Linked DNA regions of Mus musculus: region 2 is linked to region 1. The links are chromatin contacts, called in public promoter capture Hi-C maps. All regions are on one chromosome and are shown on one strand. The core of a region is the stretch at or near the end of the contact, and the rest is flanking DNA. Distances in the headings are between cores, read along the strand shown. Region 1 holds the start of Nefl (neurofilament, light polypeptide). Region 2 has its middle 38 kb from the start of Adam28.

The links. Promoter capture Hi-C pulls out the DNA fragments that hold promoters and counts their contacts.
Region 2: a promoter capture Hi-C map of neural stem cells shows a contact between it and region 1. The contact joins the enhancer-like site here to the promoter of Nefl in region 1. A contact is called at or near these places in 10 of 39 promoter capture datasets (the 3T3-L1 cell line, cranial neural crest, hippocampal neurons and 5 more), 7 of 484 Hi-C or Micro-C datasets (adipose-derived mesenchymal stem cells, cortical neurons, embryonic stem cells and 4 more) and 2 of 115 datasets of contacts at active chromatin or transcription factors (forebrain and neural tube).

What each region holds. Positions count from the first base shown.
Region 1 is chr14:68,081,340-68,085,422 of GRCm38.p6, forward strand. It overlaps Nefl (neurofilament, light polypeptide), which reads left to right and starts at 2,524. Exons shown (of 4, transcript NM_010910.2): 1 at 2,524-3,670. The coding sequence starts at 2,624.
Region 2 is chr14:68,691,677-68,695,754 of GRCm38.p6, forward strand. No RefSeq gene overlaps it. Among named protein-coding and RNA genes, the nearest start is that of Adam28, 38 kb to the left of the region's middle. Within about 2 kb of position 2,030, at least 19 of the 459 cell types and tissues checked have an H3K27ac peak or open chromatin away from gene starts, as enhancers often do. A contact at or near this core is called in neural stem cells, where this site is marked.

The DNA.
Region 1 (4,083 bases), core at 1,274-3,773:
AGCAGGGTAATGAAAGGGTGGGCACAAAATAGATTCAGGATGCCCCTCCATCTCCATGCAGATCTGAAGTGAAGCAGTTATAACCAGTGCCTATTGACAGATGCTATTAAAAAAAAAGAGTAGAGCCGCACTCATTCATGAATACTGGGACTGTCCCTTTCCTCTGCTTGTTCTTGGTCAGGATTAGCAAGAGAAAGGGTCCTGGATGCTTGCCATAAGGTCCAAGTACTTGCCTCATCTCCCTGCTACCTACTGGACCACAGAAGGTGCCCTATAGTTTATTTTCTCTGCAACATCTCCCGGCCCCTGCAGCACCAGATGCATCACTCCCTTGTGGGCAGTCTGCTCTGCAGTCAAAGGCATTATCAAGGAGCCCTGCCCCTCAATAGAAATCTCTCTCTCTCTCTCTGTCTCTGTCTCTGTCTCTCTCTCTGTCTCTCTGTCTCTGTCTCTCTCTGTCTCTCTCTGTCTCTGTCTCTCTGTCTCTGTCTCTGTCTCTGTCTCTGTCTCTGTCTCTCTCTCTCTCTCTCTCTCTCTCTCTCTCTCACACACACACACACACACACACACACACACACACGAGCACCTAAGATCTCTGAGAATGACCTGTAACTCTGGCGGAAAAGCACTGGCAGAATGGAAATGAACCACACCCAACCTTTACAAAAGATTGAAATAATAGAAGTTACATGGAGCGAGCTTGGGGGAAACAATTGAAACTCCTCTTCTATATGAGTAATGGGAAGGAAGAAAAGCCATGGCTTATTCAAGACTTTTTTTCTCTGTCCCACCTCCCAACCTCTTCAGTCCTCTTGTTCAGCGATGAATGAGAAAAAGAAGATACAGGCTACAGAGAACCATCTGAAGAAACGCTTGGCTCTGTATGCCAGCCACACTCAGGCAGCCTGGTGATTAGGTTTGAAAGCTTAGATTGTGTAAACACGGGTGGGCTTCTAATATGGCTTAGACTTAACAGCTTTAAGCCACCAGCAACCTTACAGAAGTCTTCTGCTTCAGCCCAGTTTTCTTCTTTGAAGGGGCGAGTTATCAGAATCACAGTATGTGTAACACGAGAAAGGAATATACAGAATTAAGCTCCCTTCATCCTCTGTTTGGTCTCCAGAAGCGACCGAGTACAACTCCAAAAATTTCACTACTTTTTACTTGAAAACGGTAACCTCCCACTGTGCCATTTAAAGGAATCAGCAAGCCAGCGATACATTGAACAAATTAAACAAAACGCCAAATGCTTGCTTAAAGGTTTTAGTTATTTCTTACAAATCTGCAGTATCTCTTCGGAACTGCAGGCGCTCACAACGCGAGTATGAAAATGTTGCACCCACGTGCGTTTGGCGTGCCCACTCTGGTATCTGGGTGCTCCCTGAAGGAAGCCCATAGGTTCCTAAGTGTATCTATTATCTGTGAATTTCAGCAGGCTCCATGCAGCGTTCTCTTCCTGAAGACCACACCCAGAGCGGGTAGCCCTTTGCAGCAGTCTCTCTCTCTCTCTCTCTCTCTCTCTCTCTCTCTCTCTCTCTCTCCCCATCTACCTTCATGGCTTGTTGAAACCATCAGGTTGGGGTACCACACAGGTGTTAAAAAGAGGAGAAGAGGCTTTTGAGGCGTTGGAAGTATGAATAGCTCAGTGAGGATAAAGGCACCCTGAAGTTCTCCCGCGGCCGAGCGCGCCCGTCTTTTGCCTTGCAAATCTTTACCTGGCTGGTTCCAACCCCTCCTAAGCATTCCCGACTACATTTCTCACAAAGAAAGGGGAAATTCTATGAAAGGTGTCAGACAAATTAACTGCTGTAAAGGTTTTAAAATGCCAAAATGAACACCCGCTGTCCTGCGGTTCCAATGGTGTGTAGTGGTGCAATTTCCCTATGTATTGAGAAGAAGAGTAATACGGAAAGAAATAGAAATAAAAATAAAAGGAGGCAGGAGAAAGTGGGGCGAATTTAAGAAAACGTCAGAAAATAGCTACAAAGACATGCAAAACTTTTCCTGCAGTAATGCCGCAAGAACATTAGCTATTGTCAGCAACCCAAACGTGCTGCTTAAACACGAATCAGGGTGCTTGAGAGGGTCCCTGAGGCAAAAAGGGAAAGCTGGGAGTGGGGTGGGGTGGGGTGGGGTGGGGTGAAGGTGTCTTTGTGACATTGGATGTTAAAAGTTGATGTGTCAGTAGGGATCGCGAACCTTTTTATTTGGAACATTTAAGAGTCCTAGTGATGTGGGCTTTAGGTATTAAGAGGCAGGATGGGACGGGGGAATAGGAAAGGAAAAGAATAAGCAGGGAAGTTATGGGGGTCTCAGAGAAAGTAGGGGTCCTCATAGAAAAGCGGCCAGGCTGGAGCCGCAGCTCGCTAGCCTTCTGTCGTTCGCCCCCGCCTTTGCTTTTGCGCAGAATCCTCCCCTTGGCTGCAGCAACGCGCTGCCCCCACTGGCCTGCGCACGGCGATCGATCACAGTCTGCGTCAGAGTCCCGGCGTATAAATAGAGGTGGCAGGACCGCGCCGAGCCGCACACAGCCATCCATCCTCCCCTTTCCCTCTTCTCCCCCGTTCTTCTCTCTAGGTCCCCCATCTCCGCCCCGGGCCTGAGGGGCGCACCGGCCGCCACCATGAGTTCGTTCGGCTACGATCCGTACTTTTCGACCTCCTACAAGCGGCGCTATGTGGAGACGCCCCGGGTGCACATCTCCAGCGTGCGCAGCGGCTACAGCACGGCGCGCTCCGCGTACTCCAGCTACTCCGCGCCGGTCTCCTCCTCGCTGTCCGTGCGCCGCAGCTACTCGTCCAGCTCTGGCTCTTTGATGCCCAGCCTGGAGAATCTCGATCTGAGCCAGGTAGCCGCCATCAGCAACGACCTCAAGTCTATCCGCACACAAGAGAAGGCACAGCTGCAGGACCTCAACGATCGCTTCGCCAGCTTCATCGAGCGCGTGCACGAGCTGGAGCAGCAGAACAAGGTCCTGGAAGCCGAGCTGTTGGTGCTGCGCCAGAAACACTCTGAGCCTTCCCGCTTCCGCGCCCTGTACGAGCAGGAGATCCGCGATCTGCGGCTGGCAGCGGAAGACGCCACTAACGAGAAGCAGGCGCTGCAGGGCGAGCGCGAGGGGCTGGAGGAGACTCTGCGCAACCTGCAGGCTCGCTATGAGGAAGAAGTGCTGAGCCGCGAGGACGCCGAGGGCCGGCTGATGGAAGCGCGCAAAGGTGCGGATGAGGCCGCGCTCGCCCGCGCCGAGCTGGAGAAGCGCATCGACAGCCTGATGGACGAGATAGCTTTCCTGAAGAAGGTGCACGAGGAAGAGATCGCCGAGCTGCAGGCTCAGATCCAGTATGCTCAGATCTCCGTGGAGATGGACGTGTCCTCCAAGCCCGACCTCTCCGCCGCTCTCAAGGACATCCGCGCTCAGTACGAGAAGCTGGCCGCCAAGAACATGCAGAACGCCGAAGAGTGGTTCAAGAGCCGCTTCACCGTGCTAACCGAGAGCGCCGCCAAGAACACCGACGCTGTGCGCGCTGCCAAGGACGAGGTGTCGGAAAGCCGCCGCCTGCTCAAGGCTAAGACCCTGGAGATCGAAGCCTGCCGGGGTATGAACGAAGCTCTGGAGAAGCAGCTGCAGGAGCTAGAGGACAAGCAGAATGCAGACATTAGCGCCATGCAGGTATAGTACGGTTTAAGCTCAGTGGGGGTGGGGAGGTCCACGGTAGGGGCGGCGGCGGGGGGGGGGGGAGTCAGGGTGTACCCAGAGAGTGAACGCTAGGGGGTTCTAGAGCACAGAGCAGCTATCAGAGGGCTTGGCTTCCGAGAGGTTGTGGAAAGGATGGGGCATTTGGAGGGGGCGGGGCGCGACTGCTGCCTGGGGATTGCTTGTTCTGGTTGAATCAGGGTTGTTAGGGGTGAGTTGGGAGGAAGGGGCGGAGGGAGTCGGAGTTGGGCGTTGCCAAGTAATGCCTTCTCTTTACTGACAACCCTTAACTCCCAAGTTACCCTCAGTACTTCCTGGATCTCCTGGTTAATAAATATGCCTGCTAGCTCTCACTAGTTTTGGGCCACCCAGCCTTGGGATAGTTTTTT
Region 2 (4,078 bases), core at 780-3,279, 610 kb after region 1:
TTTTTTTCTCAGATAAGTTCCAATTTTAAGTGGTTTTCTAAAGTAGATTTCATAGGATATTTTCCCATTTACATTATGAGCTATTATTTCTTTCAGAAAGAATATTTACCAATTTTCATGTACAAGTACTATAATCAAATTGGTTCTAAACAGCCATCAAATTTCTCTCTCTCTCTCTCTCTCTCTCTCTCTCTCTCTCTCTCTCCCTCTCTCTCTCTCTCTCTCTCTTTCTTTCTTTCTTCCTTTCTTTTTTTGATGCTGTCATTCAGTTTTTCATTCACTCTTCCATTTCTTGCTTGTGACAATATTACTCTGCAACCCAGGCTAGCCTCCTATGCATTTTGTAACCTAGGCTGGCCTTGAGCTACTGGCAATCCCCCTGTGTCAGCCTCCTCCTGAGGACTGAGATTGCAGACATGTGCTACCATATGGGGGTCCAGCAATTTCTTGATTTTCCTGCTTTGTATTTAACCTGTATGTAATAATAACTCACAATTCTCTCCCAAAATATCTTTACATTAATTTATACATTAATGCATTCATTTATTCTGATTGCAGCCACCCTACCCCAAGTCCCCTCTCACATGGCTTCTCCCCTCACATGGCCACTCCTCTCACCTCTGAGAAGAGGGAGGTTCCTACTGGTAACTAACTCACCTGGGTGCCTCAAGTCACTGCAGCCCTAGGCACATCCTCTCCCACTGAGGCCAGACAAGGAAGCCCAGTTAGGGGAATAGGATCCACAGAGTCAAGGTAAGTCCTGCTCCAGTTGTTGCGGAACCTACATGAAAACCAAACTGCACATCTGCTACGTATGTGCAGGGAACCTAGATCCAGCCCTTGAATGTTGATTGTTTGGTGGTTCAGTCTTTGGGAACTCCCAAGACTATAGGTTAGTTGACTATAATAGTCTTCTTGTAGAGTTCCTTTCCATTCTGGGTCGATTCTCCCCCCAACTCTTCCACAGACTTCCAAAGCTCCATTTAATATTCACCTGTGGGTCTTGCATCTGTTTCTATAGCTACAGGGTGGAGCCTCTCAAAGGACAGTTATGCTAGACTCCTGTCTGTGAGTCTGGGATGACAGATACAAACATAGCTTGAGGCTCCAAGGTAGTTGAAGGAGGAAGACAGACCTGTAATTCGTCCCTATTAATCCTCTGAGAACAGCTTGGAACATCCCTCCCCCCAGATTGGCAGAGGTTGCTAGCATATTCATTTATGCCCATCTCACACAGGGCACCTGTATATCCAGGCCAGAAGTGATGAATATAGCTGTCAATAGCGTCTTCACATGTTGTGTCATTGTGACAAGGCTTTGACTAACAAAGTCTCAGCATGTCCTTATAAATCCACTACCTGTGCAGTCACAGTCGTAGCTGTTTCTCCCACCCACAGACCTCCATGTGAAACGTGACTGATTGGCATACTCGTCAAAGTTGAGTTCACAGTGGTCTCCAAGGAATCCCAGTACATAGTTAAGAAGGGTCCAAGGGAGAGTGTGAATCTCACTCAGAAGGTGAAATAAAGTTGTCATCTGAAGTGGATGTAGGGAGATAACTGAATGGGAGAGGGGATGTAAAGAGGAATGGATGGGGAAGGGGATAAGATGCAGGTAGGACAGGAGAGTGAACAGAAATGGGGGATGGTGGGTAGGGAGCATTTCTAGGATGCACCAAAGACCTTGGATGGGGGAGGCTCTGGGAGTCTATGAGGGTGACTCTAGGTGAGACTCTTAGCAGTGGCCTAACCACAGGGACACATGTGAGCACCTCCTACTGCCGATTTGTTCCTCAGTTGGGAGCACAGTGCTTTCCCGAAGCAAGTCAGGAACTAACTGAGCGGATGTCAGCGAAAGTCCGGAGCTGACTTGCGTGAACACCTTCATGTCCTCAGCACTTCCTAGTGCTGAGCTGGAAGGAAACAGGGTGGGCAGAGCAGTGTTTCCTGTTCTCAGTCCACTCCCATCCAGAGCCAGAGGCCTGTGAGTGAGCCAGGGCATGGAAGAAAAACTGTAACCATGGCAACCCAAGCTGAGCAAGCCAGTTAAATTGACTAGTCATCTGGGAAAGGGCTTTTTAGCGTTCCCTCGCTAAGTACAATAGAGCTATGGTTCTGTCACATGGATGAATTTGCTTCCATTTGCTTCTTATATGCCTAGATGGGCTTTGTCCCTGAAGATGGCACATGGATGGGAACAGGGGAATGGACTTCTTTTAAAGTTGCCTTTACATCTTACTCTTGAAAGGTTGGATTTCACTTCTTGGGTGGTTGGTACCTGGTAACTGACACTATCTATCCAGGGTAATGCTGAGCTGACTGAGAGTGCCCAGTGCCTTAGTCATGTGTACCTGGAAGGGAGAGAGTACTCACAAAATAAACTCACCCACATTTGAATATATTATATAAGCTCTTCCAACTCTATAGCTATGGTTAAAACAGAACTATCTTCCAAATACTATATGCTCATAGATTAAAACTTAAATGATAACAAATATAATCTCCCATTTTTTTCCCCTGTTAAAAATGAGTGGCCATGTTTTTTTCTTGGATCATCATCTAAGGGATGAGATGAATGAGTTTGAGCACAAGCTAGTCCGTGTCTGCATACTCTTTCTTTGACTCACCAGGAGAGTTCATAGTTCCAACGCCTCTGCACACATAACCCCACACCGCCAGGCCCTTCCCTGTTCTGCCTTTATTAAATGGCTTTACCAACCTTTGGGCCTTACTGTCCAGTCAAAGCCTTCAAGGGTCTTGCCACATTGTCCTTTCTCTGTCTCAGGTAAAGTCTGCCATTCTCTGCCCTCTGCACAACTGTAGAATCCCAAACAGCTGGATCTCAGCACTTGGGTGTCCTTCAGGATCATCTAGTGTGCTGTGTTAGTATGTTGTGTATGTTGGGATGGACTTCATGGCTTTGTTTCAACTCCTTGGTTTGCTCTGCCGACATCTGGCATCACACTGATTGTTGGCACAGGTGTCTATACACTCACACAGTATCAAAAGAGTGAGCAAGGAGGGGGGCTTTGAGAGTTTGTTCTTGTGCTTCATTGTCTGTGAAATCAATTTACTAAAGAATAATAGAAAAAAAAATCAGATTGAAGTAATGGTGGGCAAATTTATATGAAGCATTTTAATTGAGTCTTAAGTAAAAACAGAATAAAACAAAACAAATAAAAACCAGTGATAACCAGGCCAGTTCCTGCTTTCCATGATGCTTTAGTGATCTCCAAAGAGGTATCAGGACCTTTGGGAGAAACCAGTACAAACCAACAGTCAGCTTCTGGAGACCCAAGCCACTATGGTTCCATTGTCCTTTGCCAGAGAGAGACAGAGAGAGGGAGAGGGAGAGACAGAGAGGGAGACAGAGACAGAGGAACAGACAGAGAAAGCCTGGTGGATCAATGAATAGCTTTAACAGCCATTCATTTCAATGTTTTCCTTTTAAGAATTAATGATCTTTGGGTCAGTAAGAACCAATAGCTTCTTTTGTTAAGAGCTTAGGCCTCATCCAACTGGATCCTGGTAGATTAGAGATAAGATAAAACTCCAGAAATCATTCCTCTGATAAGCAGCCATAACCCCTAAAATTGTCCATAACATAGACTCTTATGTAAGGATGGAAACATGTGCGCTAAGGATATGAATGCTTGGATTACCAAGAAAATAAAAGGGAAGAAAAAAACCTATGCCTTCACTGCTCAGAGGCTGGCGATCTGTTTAAATTTGAAAATTCATCAGCATTCTCACAGAATAAATATCTTATTGAAAACTATTATTCTAAAGGACTGAAGATATAGCTCGGGTTAAAAGTGCTTGTAGCTTTTGTGGAGAACCAAGTTTTGAGAACTCATGTCCAGGGTTCACAACTGGCTGTATCTCCCCCTCCCGGGATTGACGTCTTCTGACCTTATCTGGCATCTACACTCATGTGCACATACCCCAGACCCGGACTCAGACACATACACATAAGTAAAATTAAAAACTAGTCCTTAAAAAATAGAAATATTAATCAAGGGCTAAGGACCGTCACCTTTGAAGCACTGGGTTCAATCACCATTGAGATTAAACTGGTG